Linked DNA regions of Mus musculus: all the other regions are linked to region 7. A link is a contact called in public promoter capture Hi-C data. All regions are on one chromosome and are shown on one strand. Each heading gives the region's core, a stretch centred on a gene start, on an enhancer-like site or on the middle of the called end of the contact. The rest is flanking DNA. Distances are from core to core; before and after follow the strand shown. Region 1 holds the start of Plpp5 (phospholipid phosphatase 5). Region 2 holds the start of Lsm1 (LSM1 homolog, mRNA degradation associated). Region 3 holds the start of Thap1 (THAP domain containing, apoptosis associated protein 1). Region 4 holds the start of Rnf170 (ring finger protein 170). Region 5 holds the start of Ash2l (ASH2 like histone lysine methyltransferase complex subunit). Region 6 holds the start of Fnta (farnesyltransferase, CAAX box, alpha). Region 7 holds the start of Golga7 (golgi autoantigen, golgin subfamily a, 7).

Evidence for each region. Promoter capture Hi-C pulls out the DNA fragments that hold promoters and counts their contacts. Capture Hi-C pulls out chosen DNA fragments and counts their contacts.
Region 1: a contact with region 7 is called in a promoter capture Hi-C map of pre-B cells, with 2.4 times the contacts expected there. The contact joins the promoter of Plpp5 here to the promoter of Golga7 in region 7.
Region 2: a promoter capture Hi-C map of pre-B cells shows a contact between it and region 7, with 3 times the contacts expected there. The contact joins the promoter of Lsm1 here to the promoter of Golga7 in region 7. A contact is called at or near these places in 3 of 39 promoter capture datasets (hippocampal neurons, liver and pre-B cells) and 1 of 9 other capture datasets (liver).
Region 3: a promoter capture Hi-C map of liver shows a contact between it and region 7, with 4 times the contacts expected there. The contact joins the promoter of Thap1 here to the promoter of Golga7 in region 7. A contact is called at or near these places in 2 of 9 other capture datasets (adipose tissue and liver).
Region 4: a promoter capture Hi-C map of pre-B cells shows a contact between it and region 7, with 4 times the contacts expected there. The contact joins the promoter of Rnf170 here to the promoter of Golga7 in region 7. A contact is called at or near these places in 2 of 39 promoter capture datasets (liver and pre-B cells).
Region 5: a promoter capture Hi-C map of pre-B cells shows a contact between it and region 7, with 4 times the contacts expected there. The contact joins the promoter of Ash2l here to the promoter of Golga7 in region 7. A contact is called at or near these places in 1 of 39 promoter capture datasets (pre-B cells) and 1 of 484 Hi-C or Micro-C datasets (B cells).
Region 6: a promoter capture Hi-C map of pre-B cells shows a contact between it and region 7, with 4 times the contacts expected there. The contact joins the promoter of Fnta here to the promoter of Golga7 in region 7. A contact is called at or near these places in 2 of 39 promoter capture datasets (liver and pre-B cells).

What each region holds. Positions count from the first base shown.
Region 1 is chr8:25,718,645-25,721,344 of GRCm38.p6, forward strand. It overlaps Plpp5 (phospholipid phosphatase 5), which reads left to right and starts at 1,404. Exons shown (of 7, transcript NM_028000.1): 1 at 1,404-1,507; 2 at 1,623-1,731; 3 at 1,911-2,001; 4 at 2,530-2,593. The coding sequence starts at 1,446. It overlaps Nsd3 (nuclear receptor binding SET domain protein 3), which reads left to right. Exons shown (of 23, transcript NM_001081269.2): 23 at 1-1,023.
Region 2 is chr8:25,784,255-25,786,980 of GRCm38.p6, forward strand. It overlaps Lsm1 (LSM1 homolog, mRNA degradation associated), which reads left to right and starts at 1,337. Exons shown (of 4, transcript NM_026032.1): 1 at 1,337-1,463. The coding sequence starts at 1,418. It overlaps Bag4 (BCL2-associated athanogene 4), which reads right to left and starts at 955. Exons shown (of 5, transcript NM_026121.3): 1 at 645-955. The coding sequence starts at 917.
Region 3 is chr8:26,156,730-26,159,494 of GRCm38.p6, forward strand. It overlaps Thap1 (THAP domain containing, apoptosis associated protein 1), which reads left to right and starts at 1,440. Exons shown (of 3, transcript NM_199042.2): 1 at 1,440-1,792. The coding sequence starts at 1,722.
Region 4 is chr8:26,118,065-26,120,764 of GRCm38.p6, forward strand. It overlaps Rnf170 (ring finger protein 170), which reads left to right and starts at 1,304. Exons shown (of 8, transcript NM_029965.4): 1 at 1,304-1,536; 2 at 2,376-2,499. It overlaps Hook3 (hook microtubule tethering protein 3), which reads right to left and starts at 1,160. Exons shown (of 22, transcript NM_207659.3): 1 at 894-1,160. The coding sequence starts at 950.
Region 5 is chr8:25,839,486-25,842,185 of GRCm38.p6, forward strand. Ash2l (ASH2 like histone lysine methyltransferase complex subunit) reads right to left here and starts at 1,302. Exons shown (of 16, transcript NM_011791.3): 1 at 1,097-1,302; 2 at 527-590; 3 at 258-403. The coding sequence starts at 1,272.
Region 6 is chr8:26,014,345-26,017,111 of GRCm38.p6, forward strand. Fnta (farnesyltransferase, CAAX box, alpha) reads right to left here and starts at 1,266. Exons shown (of 9, transcript NM_008033.4): 1 at 1,037-1,266. The coding sequence starts at 1,236.
Region 7 is chr8:23,255,818-23,258,517 of GRCm38.p6, forward strand. It overlaps Golga7 (golgi autoantigen, golgin subfamily a, 7), which reads right to left and starts at 1,263. Exons shown (of 5, transcript NM_020585.2): 1 at 857-1,263. The coding sequence starts at 967.

The DNA of each region.
Region 1 (2,700 bases), core at 154-2,653, 2.5 Mb after region 7:
ATGTGAGCGCTTGTATTTGTGTATGGGGGAGGGGGGAGAAAAGTATTGTTTGTCCTTCAGTAGGCTCTGAAAGTCATTGACTTGTAAGTTCAAGGGAAAATAGAAGTTGCCAAAGTCAGTATTCGGTCCTTGGTTTTCTTGTGACTTCACTGCGTCCGTTAAGGGACGAGAAGCCTTCCTTACCTGCTGACTGAGCCTTGCTCTGTGCAGATGGCTTTCAAGTATCTGCCATTTTGCCTCAACAGGGAATTCTTGTCAGTTAAAGGGAATGAGGGAATTACACTTTTGTTATCAATTAACATCTCATTTTTTGTACCCTATGGTAAGTAACTGTATTGCCGCTAATAACCAAGTTGCTAACTGATTACAGCTGGCTAAAAAGTTCTTTTTATATACAAAGATTTGTGTATTTTCAACTGCTATGGCAAATTCATTTGTGTCCATTTAAATATTACACAATAAACACATATCTGCAGATCCCACCCTCACCTTGTGTTCTTTGAATAAAGTTCTTGATAGATTGTTTACATCTGTATTTACCTGTAATGAACGCTGTAGACCTGTGAAATATCAAAGTGTCAACATCCATTAGTCAGTCTCTTTAGTTTCTGTGACTTGGCGCTCCTAACACTAAGGGGTTAGTGTTAATGTTCCCCAGGGGTATTCTACTAGGGCATTACTGTTTAATGACTTCAAAATATAGTTTAAGGATTTTGTTTATTGACCAATGTCTTATTGCAAAGTATGAGCCTACCATCTTAGTTAACCTGTACATATCTGTTAACTAGTGTAGTGTATGTGAGATTGCCTGTAACATTTGAGCTTCTTACTGATGTGTGCTGGTGGGACAGGTTTTGTACATTGTATTTACTGGAATCCTGCCTTTTTAACTTACAGATACTTTAGAATTCAAATATGTTTTCTGCTTCTGTAAGAATGTGGGAAAGCTTTTAATGGCATTCCATTGATTTCAGGTCTTGCTTGAGGTTGACTTTAATAAATTGTCCTGTATGGTCTACTTAAGAATATGGGCTGGTTCTTTACCTGTAATTTCATGGTACAGTTTACTGGGAAATGAGACACAAAAATACAACCACTCACCCTCAGCCCAGTTTTTTCCCTTCGAAATGCTCCAAAGACATAGTTTCTTTAAAGTGGGCTTTCTGGTTTGCTTTTGTAGAGGAAGCATCTCTGGAGAATGACGTTCCTTTTCTTGTCCTATAAGCTGATCTGGGTGGTTGGTGAAGGACACATTGCTTTGAGACCCAAAGGTGATCTGTTAGGTGGTACTCATAACACAGCAAATGAGCTCTGAATTTCCTGTAGCCCGGAGGCCCCGCTGGTAGTCAGTCCCCGCGGAGTTCGCTAGGTGGCGCTGGACACCGGGCGGGCGGAACCACGGCGCGCCGGGGCCACGTCAGCGTCTGATCCGCACGTATGGCGGGATGGGGACGGCGGCCCTGGGAGCCGAGCTGGGCGTGCGGGTCCTGCTCTTTGTGGCTTTCCTGTAAGGATCTGTCAACGCTCCCAGGCGTCCCTGGGCGCTCGCACTTCCTAAGCGGCTCGGGGCGGCAGGTTCTTCCGCCGAGGTAGCCTGTCAATCTTCCCCGTTTCCTCCCCAGGGTGACCGAGCTGCTCCCTCCCTTCCAGCGGCGGATCCAGCCCGAGGAGCTGTGGCTCTACAGGAACCCGTACGTGGAGGCGGAATACTTCCCCACCGGCCGCATGTTTGTGCGTGAGCTGCCCTCCCGCCCTCCTCCGCTGGCAGGGACTCCTCCCCTGCCTTGAGTTCCAGGGCTAGGGCGAGGCGTCTGGTGGGCAATCTGAGCCCCGATCTTGGTTAGTGCGCGGCAGCTGGTGCTTTAGGCCAGGAGGGACTTGGTTTTACCGACCCTGTGTTTTACCTTCAGGTCATTGCCTTTCTCACTCCACTGTCCCTGATCTTCCTCGCCAAGTTTCTAAGGAAAGCTGACGCTACCGACAGCAAGCAAGCCTGCCTCGGTAAGTCGCCCTTGTTCCAGTTGTTCCTGTCTTAGTGTTGGCAAGTAGCTATGGGGTTCAGCTACTCTGTACCCCTAAAGTATGTCTTTTTACCCCATGAGACCAAAAAGCAGTACTGATGAGAATGTGCTTAATAACACAGGCGCCACACAGGTGTTCCTTTTTGTTTGTTTGTTTTTTCGAGACAGGGTTTCTCTGTGTAGCCCTGTCTGTCCTGGAACTCACTTTGTAGACCAGGCTGGCCTTGAACTCAGAAATCCACCTGCCTCTGCCTCCCAAGTGCTGGGATTAAAGGCGTGTGCCACCACGCCCGGCCAGGTGTTCCTTATTAACACAGACACCACACAGGTGTTCCCTATTAACACAGGTGCCACATAGGTGTTCCTCAGTGCTCCACTTCTCTGCCCCTAGGCCGTTTGGGTTTTTATTCTGGTTGGGTTCTATCTCAAAGCAATGAAGGCTCTACTCATGAGGTGGTGGCTTACTCTTCTCCAAGCAGATGGCACTAACGGCTTCTTTGCTTTCCAGCTGCCAGCCTTGCCCTAGCTCTGAATGGTGTCTTTACCAACATAATCAAACTGATAGTGGGCAGGTAAGTGAGAAGCCTTGGCACTCAAACCTCCCTGAGCGCCCCCCACACACACACCACCACATTCTCAAGCAGTGTTTACCCGGATTCTCAGACTAGTCTCTCCTTTC
Region 2 (2,726 bases), core at 87-2,586, 2.5 Mb after region 7:
CAAAATGTTACAGGTCCAAACATACTAAGCAAGTCGGTCTCTCAGAGCCTTCTCCATTCAAAAATTGGGAAGCATTAATAACATCTGTCTTGCAGTCTTGCGATGATTAAATAGAACATTAAGGTACTTTGCAACATTGATCCCTCCTGATTCAATTCCAGGCAAAGCTTTAGTGATAAGGAACTAAGTGATCAGCCCGCCCCGTTTCGATCCCTTCCCCGTGGGAGGGGCTGCTGAGTAAGGGCTGGGGCTGCAGCTCCCCGAGCCACGCAGGATAAATTGTTACAGCCCAATCACGCTAACCTACGCTCTCGGGAAAGAGATCCTGCAGCCTGCTACTAAGCTTAGGAAGTCAGCGCAGAATATTTTTTCGTTTTTTTTTTTCGTGGTTAACAAGAACACTTATGATGGCTGAAGTTAAAAAAAAAAGCAAAAACAAACAAACAAACAAACAAAACGAAGGGACAAATGGAACCCAAGCCTAGCTCCCCTCGCATCTCTGGTCCTCGTCTCTGCACCGTCCCCAAAAGAAGAACAAATCAGAGACCCGAGTCCTAACAGACCCTAAGTATAAAACCCCCAAATGTCCTCACCTCTGCCCAAGACTTCCCGACTGGAGCCCCGGAAAAGACTTCGAAGCTTACCTGGTGGCCTCCCCCGGCTCTGCTCGCTTCTGCCCAGGCGCCTCCCGAGGGGTAGTAGCCATCGCCACCTGCGCCTTCGCCCGGCCAGGTGGTCTCGGCCGGGGCGCCCCCGCGCCCTCGCCAGGAAACCGGAGGCTGGGGAGGCTCCGGACGAAGAGGGGGGTATAAGGGCGGAGGTACGTGCACCGGGACATCGCCTCCCCCGGGCCCGTAGTAGCGGCCGTAAGAAGGGCCGTCACTGGGGCCGTAGCCCGAGCGCCTCAGGGCCGACATGGGCTCCGCTGCCGCGAAGCGCTTCCCGCCCCCCACGACCGTCCCATTGCGCAGGCGCCTGCGGGAGGCCGCTATTGGCGAGCGGCGGAGGGGGATAGGACGGCTACAGCCAATCCCGAGCCGGTCCCGCCCCTTGCACGCCGAGCGCGGAACGGTCATGGACGGTACGGGTCAATCCGGGCCTCGGGTCGGGAAAGCGAGGCGAGGGGCAGCGCTCGTCACGCGTGAGGAAACGCCTATCCTCCGCCCTTCCGACCTGGACTTCACTGCACTGACTGGAGGGGAAGAGAACGTGGTCGGCCACCGACTGGCAACACGCCCGGCACGCCTCTTTCGGCGGACGGGCAGGCGATACCGGAAGTGGGTGGGGTCACCTGAAACGCTTCCGGCGACTAGCGGTGTCTGAGCTGCAGGTGAGCGGCCGGTTCCCGTCCGCGTCCCGCCGACGGGCGACTGGACGCCCTCGCGGCCGTCCGGTGCAGCCTTGCGAGAGCTCAAACATGAACTATATGCCCGGCACCGCCAGCCTCATCGAGGACATCGACAGTGAGTACCTAACCTCTCCCTCGGGGGAAGCCTGGTGTGGGACCCCTTTTCGAGTGGGCGTCCCTCGACAAGGGCCCAGAGAGTGATCTCTGGGCCCGGGCGGGGTGGTTCTGCCTTCACAGCCTCGGACGGAGCCTTTTCCCAAGCTGCCTTCTCTGTCCTTGAGCGGGTAACACCTCCCCGCCCCCCGCCCCCCAAGCTGTGAAACGCCTTCCGAGGGGCGCAGCATCCGACTTGGGAACGTGAAGGGCAGAGCACGCGAAGGAAGTCGCCTGAGCCACTTCGCGTTCCCAAGTCGGATGCTGCGCCCCTCGTAAGGCGTTTGACAGTGAATGGATGGAGATTGCTTCTAGAAAGGACTCACCAGACCCGACAACAGCAGTTGAATTTAATTAGCAGAGAACGTAGGCTTTCTGTTGTATAGCCACTAGCACTCTCCTTTTTCTGTAAGGGTCATTAGCACTTTCAGATTAAAGTTGTAGAGACAGGTGCCGGACGTAATAACGGGATTTTCTGCGAATGCTAAGTCACTTCAAACTTACTCTTTTCTGTTTGACAGTTTTGCTTTTACTAAAAGGAGGTTAGTCCTGTAAAAATAAAGAGGTTACAATTTCGGTTTTAAAAGGTTTAATTTATTGTGTATTTATGTCTCGTCTACATGTAATTAAACCACGGGCATATTGGTATCCACGAAGCCAGATGACTTTCTCTTCTTGGGATCCTCTGGAATTGGAGTTATGGACCGAGTTACAGAGTCACAGTGTGGGTGCTGAGAAAGGAACTCAGATCTTCTGCAAGAGCAACACGTGCTCTTCTGAACCATCTCTCCAGCCTCCACTTTCATTCCCCCGCCCCGAATTCTTACCTGTGTATGATTCCTTGAATATAACTTTTTTTTTTTTTTGGTTTTTCGAGACAGGGTTTCTCTGTATAGCCCTGGCTGATCTGGAACTCACCTTGTACACCAGGCTGGCCTGGAACTCAGAAATCTTCCTGCCTTTGCCTCCCAAGTGCTGGGATGAATATAACTTTTAAAGCAGCATTAAAAAAACAAACAAACAAACAAAAAAAAAAAACCGCTGTATATGAGCATGTATGTATGTGCATTGCGAGCTTGCCTGGTGCTGGAGAGAACAGAAGAGGGTACTGGGTCCTCTGGAAGACCAGACAATACTCTTTAGCACTGAGCCATCTCTCAGGTCTATAATCAGCATTTTAAAATCATTTTAATACTGTGACTTTTCAAAAGCAAAATGATTTACA
Region 3 (2,765 bases), core at 190-2,689, 2.9 Mb after region 7:
CAGGGGAAGATGGTACAAACACAGGAGTACCTGCTGCTTATGCTGCCATCATCAGCAATTTGGACTTTATTCACTACAGAGGTATCCTGGGATGTCTAAGCTTTATAAACAAGGGGCTGGCAGTGTTTTTATGAGGGACAGAGAGAAAGCTGAAGACTAGGACTGACAAAAAGTTGAGACTGTGAGTACTTGAATTCAAGGATGGTGGTGAGAGAATAACCTCTCTATTCTATGAGGTTAACCTAAGTCTCGAGGAAGGGGTCCTAGGAGCAGCTGATAAGAGCACTTAGCATCAAGACTAATGATCCGAGTTAGGTCCCAGAGCCCACAAGGTGGAAGGAGAGAACCCACTCCCACAAACTGTCCTCTGACCCACAACATGTGTGCCTGGTGCCCAGCTGCCTGGAGTTATAGATGGTTGTGAACTGCCTTGTGGGTGCTGGGAATCGAACCCGGGTCACCTGCAAGAGCAACAAGTGTTCTTTTCTGCTGAATTAAAGCCTAGTTTTTTTGTTTTATCTCAGTGACACCAGGATTTCAGATTTAAGTAGTTGGCGAATGTATTAAACCATATACCTGATAACTCTGAAGGCAAGTCCATGTGTGCTCAAGTAAAACGAGCTAGGAAAAGATGGTATGTGGGTTCAATAGTCAAAGTTCTAGAGATGGTAGCCACTAAATAGATCCTTAAGAGAAGCAATATTTAAGGGTACAGAAAATAGTTTATAAGGGAGAGAATGCGCCACACACTCCAAACTACAGAGGGTCAAGCCTGTAACACTTGTCTTCAGCTTGAAAAATCGCTGCGCCTACACAAAGGTAACAACGTTCAGAAGTGCACTGTAGGGATGGAAAGATGGCTCTGCAGTTGAGAGCACTGACTGCTCTTACATAGGTCCTGAGTTCAATTCCCAGCAACCACATGGTGGCTCACAACCATCTGCAGTGAGATCTGATGCCCTCTTCTGGTGTGTCTGAAGACAGCGACAGTGTACTCACATACATTTAAAAAAAAAAAAAAAGGTCTTCCTTCCCAGCTTAGAGGAAATGAAATGCGCGTTTGTCCTCGTTGTCTAGTTAGACGGTCACCTGGATTCTGAACGTGGACCACAGGTTTGTACAATCCACGCATCTGCTGGTTCCCCCCCCTTTAAAAAAAAACTGCGTATGGCCAGGGACGAGCTCTTCCACGTTCTCCTGCAGGCTTTCGGACCCAACAGGCCGTTCTTTATCAAGCTGCAGCAGAAAACGCCGGACAAATTAACGACAGTCACCACTACGAGAACGACTGCAGTCAGGATCCCAAACAAACGCGCTCTCTTCCGGCCAAGGCGCAGAGGGCCCACCCACTTCCGCACTGCTGACCACGCCCCACAGGCGCGCCTCGCCCCAGCCAATGGTCAGCTTCCCTGGGAACGTTACCTTCAGCCAATCAGAGACGGCGAGCCGAGTCCTCGCGAGAGGTGAGGCTGAAGCTGCCTCCGCCATCTTGAAGATGGGAGACGGGCGACAGCTGTGGTCCTTCTGCTAAAGCAAACCCCACAACGGACAGGGTAGTCACTCCCCCACCCCAACCCCCACCCCACGGCGAGGTGATCGTCCCCGTAACTGCTGACCGACGCCACCGAGAGCGGCGAGCGTTATCAAGGCCGAGCGCGGCGACCCCGACGGCCCCCTTCGCCTGCCTCCCGGGCCGAAGGGAAGTGTGGAGGGCCAGAAGGATGGTGCAGTCCTGCTCCGCCTACGGCTGCAAGAACCGCTACGACAAGGACAAGCCCGTCTCCTTCCACAAGTAGGTAACTGGCGTGCTCCGCGGCCGCGGCGACAGGGGCGCGCGGGCGGGTGGGGGCGGAGCCCGGCGCGTGGCCGCGCGAGACCTGGAGGAGGCGGGGCGGGCGCTCGGGCGCTCAGGGCGGCGGACGGGCCGGGCCGGCGGGGGCGGGGACCCACGGGGGCGCGTCCCCGTGGCTGCGCGCCCCCGCTGCGCATCCCGGGCGCGCGGCGTCTCCGTTGGTCTTGGCCTCCGCTGGGGGCTGAGACCGCGCGCCTTCGCGCTCGCGGAGGGTTTCCGGCGGGCGGGCAAGCGAGCGAGCGACGCCCAGAAGCCTCTCGCAGCCCTGCGTACCTCTTCGTCCCAAGCCGCGGCGTGGCCGTGGCACATAGGGAGGAAGTCGAGCTGGGAACGCACAGGGGGAGGAGGACAGGTTTCGGACCTCACTGTGGATGCCGGGAAGGAAGCAGGGCAGCTGACCGGGATGCCAGGGAGGACTCTTAAGTCCTAGCGTCAAAGAACCAACCTTTAGCATCCATGGGCTTTAGAGGAGGCTCTTGGTATTGTCGAGATGAACCCCTGTCTTTCAACACACAGGAAGAACGAGACGATAGCACACACTTGACTCTGTTGCCGTGGTGAAGGTTAATGTGAGCGAATACCAGCTTTACCCCCACAGCCGTCAGGGCTCGTTCTTGTAGTGGGTGCAGCAATCAAGAAGCCAGGGTGAAAAATACTCTGGAGAGATGGCTCAGCGGTTGAGAGCACTGACTGCTCCTCCAGAGGTCCTGAGTTCAATTCCCAGCAACCACATGGTGGCTCACAACCATCCGTAATGAGAAATGACGCCTTCTTCTGATGTGTCTGAAGACAGCTACAGTGTACTTATATATAATAAATAAATCTTTTTAAAGAGAAAAATAAAAATACTCTCTTGAAAGAAGAAAGTCATAGAATTAGCGTTACTGATGGTGTTTGTTAATGCTAACAGTCC
Region 4 (2,700 bases), core at 54-2,553, 2.9 Mb after region 7:
ATGTTCCTGGTTTATCCCATGGCTCTGCATATATGCCTGGACCTACCTCCAACCAGCATATGAAAACCAGAAACAAACACGGTTAACTGTCCAGCTAATGAAAAGGGCCGTTTAAGCCATGACTATTGACAAAATCCTGCATGTTTACTTGAAAATTCGATAACCTTAACCCTCATCAATTCCAAATTAGAATCTCATGGTGCTTTAAAAATGTGTTTCAGTTCCATTACGAAATCCCTCAATTTTTCCAGTTCAACATTTTTATCGTTGGTTCCTTTTATAGGTACCATCACATCGTTTATAACAGTCAAAATGCATCTCGCGTTTTAAATGTTTTGCCTCTGAGTGATTCTTCATGTTTTGTCTATCCACCCTGCCAATGTACTATTTTCCAATGGGCAGGGCTTCATCCATCCCTCAAGGGGCTACACTCCATCCTGGCTGAACGCTACAACAAAGGCGAGCAGCATCGCTTAACTAGGGGGTCCCGACTGCCTCTACCGGGCGCCCAGGCAGAACCAACGCTTTGGATCACTGGGAGCTTGGGAGCGAAACGCCAGCGCCTCATCAAGGCAAACAGTCCTAATTACAGTGTCGCCTGCACCCCATCATTAGCCCCCACCGGGCAGGTTTCCTCTCGGACAGCAGCCAACATCTCAGGCCGGACAAGTTCCTCCTGGACCCTGGGCCCAGCCTGCCTGAGCCCGGCCTCTCCCTGCTGACCCTGACCCGGCCGCGGGTGTAGACGCGGCCGCACCGGCTACTCAGCTCCGCCCGTCCCAAGCCCCGGATGTGACGGCAGGTCGCCCCGGGGCGTTCGCCCCCCGGGACGAGCACCGGTGTCCGCGAAAAGGTGGCGGAGCTTTCCCACCGGCCCGCTGCCCACCACGTACCCAAGTGAGCAGGCTCTCGCACAGCTCCACCCGCTCCACAGACTCCACGTTAAACATCTTCCTGGGGTGGCCGCAGCGTCTCCCTTCAACCAACCAGAAGCCGCGGCCGCTCGGCTCGGGGTTTGAGTCCGAAGGGGTCAGGCAGCAGACCGGGCGTCTGGCGGACCTTCTCTTCCGTCCGTCCGCTCCCGGGGCGCGGACGCTGGCAATCGCTCCGCACTGTCACCAGCCCCTCCTTCCCTCGCTCGGGGCCGCGCACTCCCTTGCGCGCACCCGGCGCCGCCAGCCCACGCCCTCTTGCGCGAGCGCCGCGCCCCGCCGCGCCGCGTAGCGCGAGTCCCGAGGTCCGAGGGCCACTGCGCACGCTCGCGCTCGCTCAGCCCCGCCCCTAGAGGCGCGCTCCCAGAGCCAGTCCAAGGCCCGCGGGCGCGCGCCCCGGCCGGGCCCTGCGGTGGCGGCCGGTCTGTGTGTCTCTCCAGTCCGCTCACCCTCGCCGGGGCTCCGCACTGCGCGTGCGCTGACGCCGGCGCTCTGGCTTAAGAAGCCGCCTGTAGTTTGCACGGGAGGAGTAGCTAGGTAGTCCCCGGAAATGAGCTCTATGCCGACCCGCCGACTGGCCCGGTAGTTCCTCGGCCGCGACGAGGTACGCGCCCCCCTCTCCGGCCGCGGGCGTGTGCCAGGCCACGCCCCCGCACGGGCGGGCCGGGGACCCGCGGACTGCGGGACTCGGCGCGGTGGCGGTGGGGGGAGCTGCGGGACCGCGCGAGGGTAGGCTCCGCGCCCACCGCTTCCCTCCGGAAGCCGGAGCGCAGCCTTCCCTGAGTCGCCGGAGCCTGCCCAGAGTCTCCCTCCGGGCGAAGGTGGAACGGCTGACGTGGGCGCGTCTCGGAGGCTGGGGGCCGGTTTGGCCCGGCTGTGGGGAGCCCGGCGTTCCTCCTTGGAGCCCCCTTCTCCCACAAAAAACTTTACCCAAAGTGACAGAGGGTGGACGCCAGTTCCCCAGTGCGTAAGGACCCTTGCTGTTCCTAAGGCCTGCTTCTTGTGCTAGGAGTTGGCTTCATTGAGGTGCATCCTTGCCCGACTTTCGATTTTTTTTTTTTAATACAAGCCTTGTAGAAGGTTTCATATACGTTTTTAAGTCGCATGCAGAACAGTGCGTAGCAGTACATGTTTGAGGAATATTAATAAAATGAATTGCCACATTCCCAAGAGTTCTTCCATCCATACCATCTCTAATCTGATTTTTGTGATAGGCACTTACTTTATTTTAAAAGCTTTCCCTTTTAGCTTTTTAACCAGATGACTATGCATGTAGTATAATTTTCCTTTGTTTGATTTTGAACTTTTATGAATGGATATGTATTGTGGCTTTGGCTTTTAAATAATATTAAATTATCTGCAAAAATCCCATGATTGTCTAATATCCTATTGTGTGACTACAGCCTTGTACCCGTTCTACTATTGATGTGCACTTTGTTCCAGCTTAGGGCGTCTAAGAATAATGCTATAATAAACAGTCGACCTTAATGCAAAGATATTGGCGTTTCCAAGACAACAAGATACAAGATATATGCTTTGGAGTCCTAGGAGAATCTTGGATTCAAAGGTATGCATAACCACCAGATCATGCAGTCTTTGATTAGCAGTGCCTGGGAAGAAGTTATCTTCCCAGGGCACACCTTCACTTTTTTTTTTTTTTTCTTCAGTTCCTGGGGACTTCTTTCCCATTTGAAGTTGGTTTTCTCGCTGAGCTTTTAGGATTTCAAAAAAACATTGAGTTTTTGTTTTGTTTTGCTTGCGTGGTTGG
Region 5 (2,700 bases), core at 52-2,551, 2.6 Mb after region 7:
ATTTCCAGAAACCACATGATGGCTCACAACCATTTGTATAGCTACAGTGTACTCATATACATAAAATAAATAAATTAATTAAAAAAAAAGAAATATGATTACATAATTTCCCCTTCCACCCCAGAACTGGGGTTCCTTGAGCTGCCATGTGAATACTGGGAATCAAGCCCAAACCCCTGAAAGGGTAACTAGTGATCTAAAATGCTAAGCCATCTCTCCAGGATCATGCTGTCTAGAAGGCCATGAAATGTACTCACGACGTGTCTATTCCAAAGGTGTCAGCGGTGAACCATTTTGTACATATCCCACACTGCAACTCCACTTCTCCCAACTGCCGCCCATTCTCCTCATCCACAGAGCCCGCCTGGGTATCCATCACTTCTGAAGTGTCTCCGGTACCTTCCTGGAGCCACAGGGCAATAAGAGAATCAAATGGCCTGACTACTTTTTAAAAAAAAAAAAATAGATTAAACATTTTAAAACCAAATCTAGTTCGCCTTCCAAAGGCCTCAGAGGAAATACTTACCAAAGTATCTTTTCCATTAGAAGATTCTGTCTCCAGACCACTTACATCAACCAAGTTTGCATCCCTATAATGAAAAGACAAACATCAAAATGGCCTTTCCTAAACAGAAAAACACAATGGTCCAAATACGGAGGGTATATCTTTTTCATGTCCTGAACGGGATGCCCACGAGAGAACAATCCTGAGTATTAGGAGGGAGGTTGTCAAGCAAGACAAATGTGTTCGCGGCCCAGGGATTCCTAGTGCACTGGGCTAACGACGGGAGGCTGCCGTCCTCAGTGCTTTCAGGACCAAGCATTGCAAGAGGGATCAGCGAGGTCTTCCGGGGCGCTAGAGGGGGAAACGCTCTTGGCTCACACTGGTGCTGATGGGAGCCGAGGAGCCGAGGAGCGGCTTGGAGTCCACAAGCAAGCAGCCAGCGGGGTTGCGGAGGGTACCGGGTGGGCGGGCGGGCCGAGCCGTTGGCTGCGGGACCTGGATCCGGAGGGCGACACCGGGCGGCGCGAGCCGCGGGCTTCCACGAGGGGCGGGCCCTCGCGCGTCCCCGGGGCTGCGAGTGGATTGCCTTACCCACTTTCGGCCTCTCCGGAGCTGGGCTCCGCTCCCGGGGCGGCTGACGGCCCCTCGCCAGCCCCCGCGGCCACCGGCTCTGTCTCTCGGTCCTCCGCCGTTGTGGCACTTGCAGCGGCTCCGGGACCAGGGCCGGCGCTGACTCCCGGACCAGGACCCGCTCCAGCCGCCGCCATCGCTGCTCCTTCCCAAGCTCTCGCGAGAATATATCTATGCGGCGAGTTGCCGCCACGCACGGCGCTCTTAAAGTGGGAAAGACCTTTTGTTGGGGGGCCCGCCACTTACTTGGGAAGGACGCACTTTGAGTCCGCCGCTTTAAGGCCAGAAAAAAAAAAAAAAAGAAAGGAAGAAAGAAAAAGGCAGGGCGCAACTCGGATTGCCCAGGTTTGAAGGGAGCCACTTAGGAGGTCTGTCCTTTGCTTTCCTCTTGGGACTTGAATTATTCAAAACGCCTGCTCATAGTCGTGGCTAAGAGTGGAAATCACGGCACATATGAGGATGTGAGAGACTCCCCTTTACACTGTGCGGAGCAGGCGATCATACTAAAACCCTAAAACGTAGGAAACTTCCAAACAACAACAAAGGAGCACTCTGGCTCACACCTGCCGGGAGCGTCTGTAACTGCGTAGCTGGCCGCCAGAAGCCCCGTTTCCAGGCGGCTTTTGGAGAGACTAGAGGTCTGATTCCAGAGAGCCCGAGGTAGTTGTGGGTGGAAAAGACGTTAGGAAAAGAAACATCTGGCCAGAGGAGGCTAGAAGTGCTGTGCGCTCGAGGAACACGAATTGCTAGTTCACGGAGGGAAGTAGAGCTCCAGGCGAGAGTGCTAGCAGAGGACAGAATTCAGCAAGGTTTGGGCCTTAGCGAGAAGGGCAGAAACGAGTAAGAAAGGGATGTCTGCTGGTAGCTAAACCCCTGGACTGAGTGCAAGCATATGGGTGGGCTCTAAACCCTAGCAAAATAGAAACTGCCGCCTCACCCCCATCCTCCGCGTGTGTGTGCGCTTTACGGATGTGTGCGCATGTATGTGGCATAGTGCACTGGACAGGTGAGAGGACAATATGGTGAGAAGAGCTTTCTTTCCCTCCACTATGTGAGTTCTAGGAATCTAGCTCAGGCTTGGCAAGCAAGTGCCGCCTTTGCCCACTGGGCCATCTCACGGACCATAAATTTGCTGTTTTAAAACAAACACACTTAGGGATTAGAGATCATTGATACTTTGCAGTTGTTAGGAGAAAGTGCCGCCATGACCAAAAATATCTTAAGCAAGGGGAGGGGGGATCTTGGTTGAGGGGGGTTCAAAGAGATAAGAATCCATGATGGTGGGGAGATAAGGCAGCAAGGATCTGAAATGGTGACTATCAGACAAGGCTGAGAGCTCGAATTCTCTATCAGAATCACCAAGCAGACAGGGAGAACTTCAAGGAAGCGGCTTCACTTTTTTCGTGTAAGCTTGCCCCCAGTGACTTACCTCCACCAGCAAACGTTCACCTCCCAAGCCTCCCTAGACATCATAACAACTGTTGTGTGAATGGGGACCGATCCTCCCCCCCCCATGCCCCACCTTACCCTCTCAAATGCATGACTTTTTAGAGATTTCCCCCTTC
Region 6 (2,767 bases), core at 16-2,515, 2.8 Mb after region 7:
AAGTCATTAATCTGCCTGGATGTTGGTTTCTTCATTTATAAGATGAAGATAATGTTACCAGTCAACTTTGGAAGGCAACTTTGAGAAGGAATAATTTTGAGTACTTAAAACCTGCATAGCATACTGTATGCATGCTAACAATCCAGGGAACAGTCTCAAAACAACAGTATGACTGCAACAACTGGCACTTCTGGAGACTTCCATGAACTGCTCAGTGTGGCCAGCCTTGACTTACATTCTTTTCTTCTTCTCTATACTAATCAGTTACTGACAGCAGACATTTGTGGTACGCAGTTAACCTTGAAATTGCATCCCTTATGTAAGAATATGGGGAAAAGAATGACCTGCTAATTTTATATATATATATATATATACATATGTATGTATATATGTATATATATATATCCTATAGTTTGGAGAGAGGCACGGCAAACACGGTCATTTAGTTCTTCGGAAATCAGCCATCCGAAGAACATAATTCATAAATCAGAGGAAAGTTCTGAAGCTATGGGACCCCACAACCAATCTCAAGTCATCCAACTGCAGAAACCTCTATAATGCCTTTCACTCATTCCTGAAAGCCTGGCAAATGAGTCACCTAAAGGGTTTAGGTAGAACTACAAAAAACAGTAAGTACTTTTTGACAAGGAACTAGGGGACATGGAAAGGAAGACAGAAGGGATGTGCACAGTGGCCAAGATGAAGGAAAGGCAGGAAAGTTCTCTCCAGGCAGCAGAAGGCACGCAAAGGCCCGACAGTGTTTGTAAAGAGCAGATCTGGCCGCTTAAGTGACATTATCCCATAGCGAGCTGTCAAAAGGGCGCCTTTCGGATGATGCACGGCTCTCAGCAGGGCAGCACTGCGGGACCACGGAAGTGTCACCGCACCCTAGCTTCAGAAGAGCGCCGCCGCAGCCTGCGGCCACCCGGGGCTGCGCGGCGCGGACTCGGAGGGCGCCCCCGTCCGCCGAGCTGCGTCGTCGTCGCTCGCACTCAGCCCCGGGCCTCTGGCGCCGCGGCCCGCAGGAGGGCGTTACCTGTACAAGACATAGGTGGGCGAGTCCAGGCTCAGAAACCCGTCGTCCATAGGGGACGCCGCCGCTTCCCCGGCCTCAGCCGCCATCTCTTCTTCCTGCGGCTGCTGTGCTGGCGGCGGCGGAGGCGGGGGCGGCGGCTGCTCCGGCTGTCCCGGCTCGCCGCCTGCCGCAGATTCCCCGACCCCCTCGGTGGCCGCCATCTCGCCTCCGTCCGCAGCAGAGGTGGTGGTGGAGGCCCCGCCCCCTCCGCGGCCCGCCCCGCCCCCGGCGAGGCCCACTTCCGGTTCCTCGGGTCCTACCATAGAGGCGTGGGGTAGAGGGCCCGGCCCGGAGGCCTGGCCTGAATACCTACTGTCCTCGCTGCTGTGTTTCCAGGGCCCCCTTCCCGAATGCAGGTTTTCAGAGGCCTTTAGGTGCTAATTGGCAAGCAGTGTTATTAGTTGTTGTTTCCTTTGTTGGGTAACTTTTCTGTTTCCTTGCTTTTGTTTCTTTTTCAACGCTTAGGATGGAACCGGAAGACTTGCACATGCTAGGCATGTGCTCTACCACTGAGTTACATCTCCAGTCCCCAGCGGCCCCCTTCTTTTGGACCATCTTAGGAGTGTGAAGAATTGCAAACGGTGCACAGCCAGCCACCTCTTTCCCCCCTCAGGCTTCCACTTTAACCTTAAAAGGGTCTTTACATTCTTTCACACTTTACATGTTTTTCAGTGCTAGGCGTTTATATAATCCTATAATAAAATAGCAGCATTTTATTAATCCGGGGGGTGTCTTTGGAATTAAATTTGGATCTGTGCAGAACTCCTTTCTAAATATAGAGAATAGATATATTCAATTAACAAATATTTACTATACAATAGGCACCAGGTTCATTCGCAGCAGCGCAAAGACCATAGTGTCTGGTCACCATATATTCTAGGGAAGGTTCTTAAATCAGAACCGATTGAGGCAAAGTGGGAATAAAAGAGACAAATGTCTTTATAAGCATACTGTCCTTTAATTAGAAAAAAATCCAAGGATGGTCATGGGCCTTGGAGGTTTTATAGGGTAGAAAAGGGACTTTTGGGATTCCAACAGAGGTCGGTATGTGATCTTAGCTGAAGTTTCCCCACATCCTAATAGCCCACAGGTGTTATCAGTCAAACCAACTTTTCTGTGCTGAGTTTCTCAGTGCAGCTGTGCTAGTGATCAAACCCAGGATTTAGAAATGCTAGTATTGGCTGGGCAGTGGTGGCACATGCCTGTAATCCCAGCACTTAGGCAGAGGGGCAGAGGCAGAGGCGCAGAGGCAGAGGCAGAGGGGCAGAGGCAGAGGGGCAGAGGCAGAGGGGCAGAGGCAGAGGCAGAGGCAGAGGGGCAGAGGCAGAGGCAGAGGGGCAGAGGCAGAGGCAGGTGGATATATTATTTACTCATTACCTTGTGGTTTGTGTGTGTGTGTGTGTGTGAGAGAGAGAGAGAGAGAGAGAGAGAGAGAGAGAGAGAGAGAGAGAGAGAGAGAGAGAGAGAGAGAGAGAGAGAGAGAGAGAGAGAGAGAGAGAGAGACTGAGACTTACCTGCCAGAAGGGAGCCCACCTTTGGGGGAACTTAAAAGAAATTCCCTTTGTTCTCTGGATTCTCCCTTAAGACCTTCCATAGGTTGGGAACTAGGGTGGAATGGATTTGTATTTTCCAGTGCAGATGAAAGTTCTGTTTATTCGAAATGTATTCGGTAAGTGTCCACAACAAAGGAGC
Region 7 (2,700 bases), core at 13-2,512:
TCAGAAACTGATTTATGAACAGGAAATAGAATCTGAGTAATATCGCTGAAGAACAAAAGGAGGATCACATTGGGTAGACGAGTAGATTTTTTTTGTTTTTTTTTTGGTGTGGTTAAATCTGAAGGAATGGTACACAAATCTCATCTTTGTTTACAAGGTTGCCCAAAGGACCTCTGCCCCATGACCGTTTTGATATGCAAGGCAAACAGGAAGTTCCCAGTGATAATGACTGGGAGTCAGGGTTGGTTCAGCTACAAGTTCCTTTGCCGTTCCTGCCCGGGACCGTGTACGTTTTTCAGGTTCCAAGAAGGCCTGTCTGGACTGCCGAGCACATCCCTAATAAACCCTTTCAGCTGAACAGTATGACCAGCACAGTGACCACAGATACCAGTCATGACTATGACGCTGTCTTTCGCGTGTCTGAGGCAGTAGGATATAGGTTACCACAGGAGGTATGAGGTGGCCTGGAGTTCCAGGAATTAGCACCTCATCAAGATGTCAATAACTGAGTGAGTGTGTGTGTGTGTGTGAGCTTCAACCAGGTGTCAAGTACCGTGTGTGTGTGTGTGTGTGTGTGTGTGTGTGTGTCGGCATCCTGTTAAGGACACTCTTGGGTGGACTGCGGGCCAGCATCCTAAAAGTTCTATATGATCACTGTACTCTGAGCATTAGCCTTAGTGGTCTTTCTCCAAATACTAGACCGTACCTCCTTCGTATATCTTTTCCCATGAATCCTGACGTCTCATGCTCTCCCGAACCGTGAGACACTCCCTCCCGCTCCAGGGACTCTCCCCTCCCCAGGGCCAGGGGCAGGGCCAGGAGCAGGGCCAGGAGCAGGGGAAGCCGGGCTGCATACCCTGTTCTCCAGCTCCGCGGGGAACTTGGTCTGGAACTGGCAGCGCGTGCCGCTGCTGTAGTCTCGCTGAATGAACACCTTCCCGGACACCGGTGCCTGCTGCGGCCTCATGGCGAGGACAGGACCCGCCGCTCTGCGAGTTCGGGCAAGACACGGGGTCAGATGGCCGGCCTAGAGCCGGCTCTCCGGCCCGCCAGCCCTTCGGAGCCACCCACCGCCCAAAGACGCCCCAGGCCTCCCCCCTCGCCGATCCCCTTCACTCATGGCTGTAGCCGAGGGACTCCAAGCTACCCAAGCCCAGGACCCGCGCCCCCCCACATCCTGGTTCGGCCCTGGAAACACAAACCCGCCTCCTCGGCCCTCCAGCAGCTGTCGCGCCACCTCCGTCGCCGCTTACGTCCTGTCGCAAAAAAACCTAGCCTCTCCCGAACACCTTCTGTGCCGCACGTTGACACCCCGCCCCCTCCGGCCGTAAAGCGACGCCTCCGCGGCTGCGCGTTGCGGTGAGGTGCGCGGTGGCTGGGAGAGAAGTCTTCCTAGTGTAGGCGAATGAAACCCTTCCGGGCGGAAGAAGATGATGATGATGAGGTGGACGTGATCGGTGGATCCGGGAGTTCCGGGAAAGACGCCGGGGTTAGAGACTCGGAATTCCCTGTTGGTTGTGGTGAAGTGGTTTGTGGGCACAGGAATAGTTCCCTTCTTGATTAAGCGTTCCAGCTTTCACGTGGGCTAACCCACCTCGCTCCACAAAAACAACCGTCACTCTCCAATTCCAACAGACACAGATATTTACAACTACAAAGCGCACTACTGGGGATGCATTTGGCCCCTGGAACCCTCTTGAACGAGAGTGAGGAGATGGTATTCCTGTTCTGCATTATCCTGCATCCCTTCTCCAATTCTTCTTGAGGTGTTGGTTTTTTTCGTCCCAGAGACATGTACACCAGCTATACCCGCTTAGGTGACCCGACTGGACCAACAACAGTTCTCTCTCATTGGTCCCCACTTTACTGACTGTATCTTTGCAAGACATCCAGGAAAATCCCTATGCACGTCTGGTGGTGGCGATGTTCTAGTACAACTTTTTAGTATACTGATAATTGATTAGATACTTGATCAGTTGTCACGATAATTGATTTCTCTTTTGGGGTTTTAAAAATAGCATTAAAAAAATTTCCAGCATAGGGCGGGGGACAGGGCAGAGGTCGTCCACTCCCTGGTGATCTCTGAGTTCAAGCCCACCCCAGTTTACCTAAATAGTACCAGGCCAGCCAGATCGTCATGGTGAGACCCTGTCTCAAAAATGAATAGCTTTATCCCAATAAAGGGTGTATAGTAAACCCACTCATTTAACGTGGACATAATTTGTTAACTTCTACCACGTCCATGCCCTTAAACCATCAGTACAATCAAGATAATAAACACCACCTCTAAAAACTTCCTTACTCTTTACAGTCATACCTTTCAGCCATTCAGCAGACCCCCTTTGCCCAGTACTAACCTTTCTGTCACTAGAAACAAACTTGTGTTTTCTTAACTTTCACTTAAATTGAATCAGAGTTTTTCGTCTCCTTCTTATTGTATAGATTCTACTGAGATTCCTCTGTTGTGCCATACGTAATTTCATTTCTGTGACTTTCCCCATTTATTCATTCACGTACTGCCTCAGGGTTTCCATTGCTGTGAAGGGAAACCATGACCAAGACAGTTTTTTATTTGTTTGTTTGTTTGGTTTTTTGAGACAGGGTTTCTCTGTATAGCCCTGGCTGTCCTGGAACTCACTTTGTAGACCAGGCTGGCCTCGAACTTAGAAATCCGCCTGCTTCTGCCTCCTGAGTGATGGG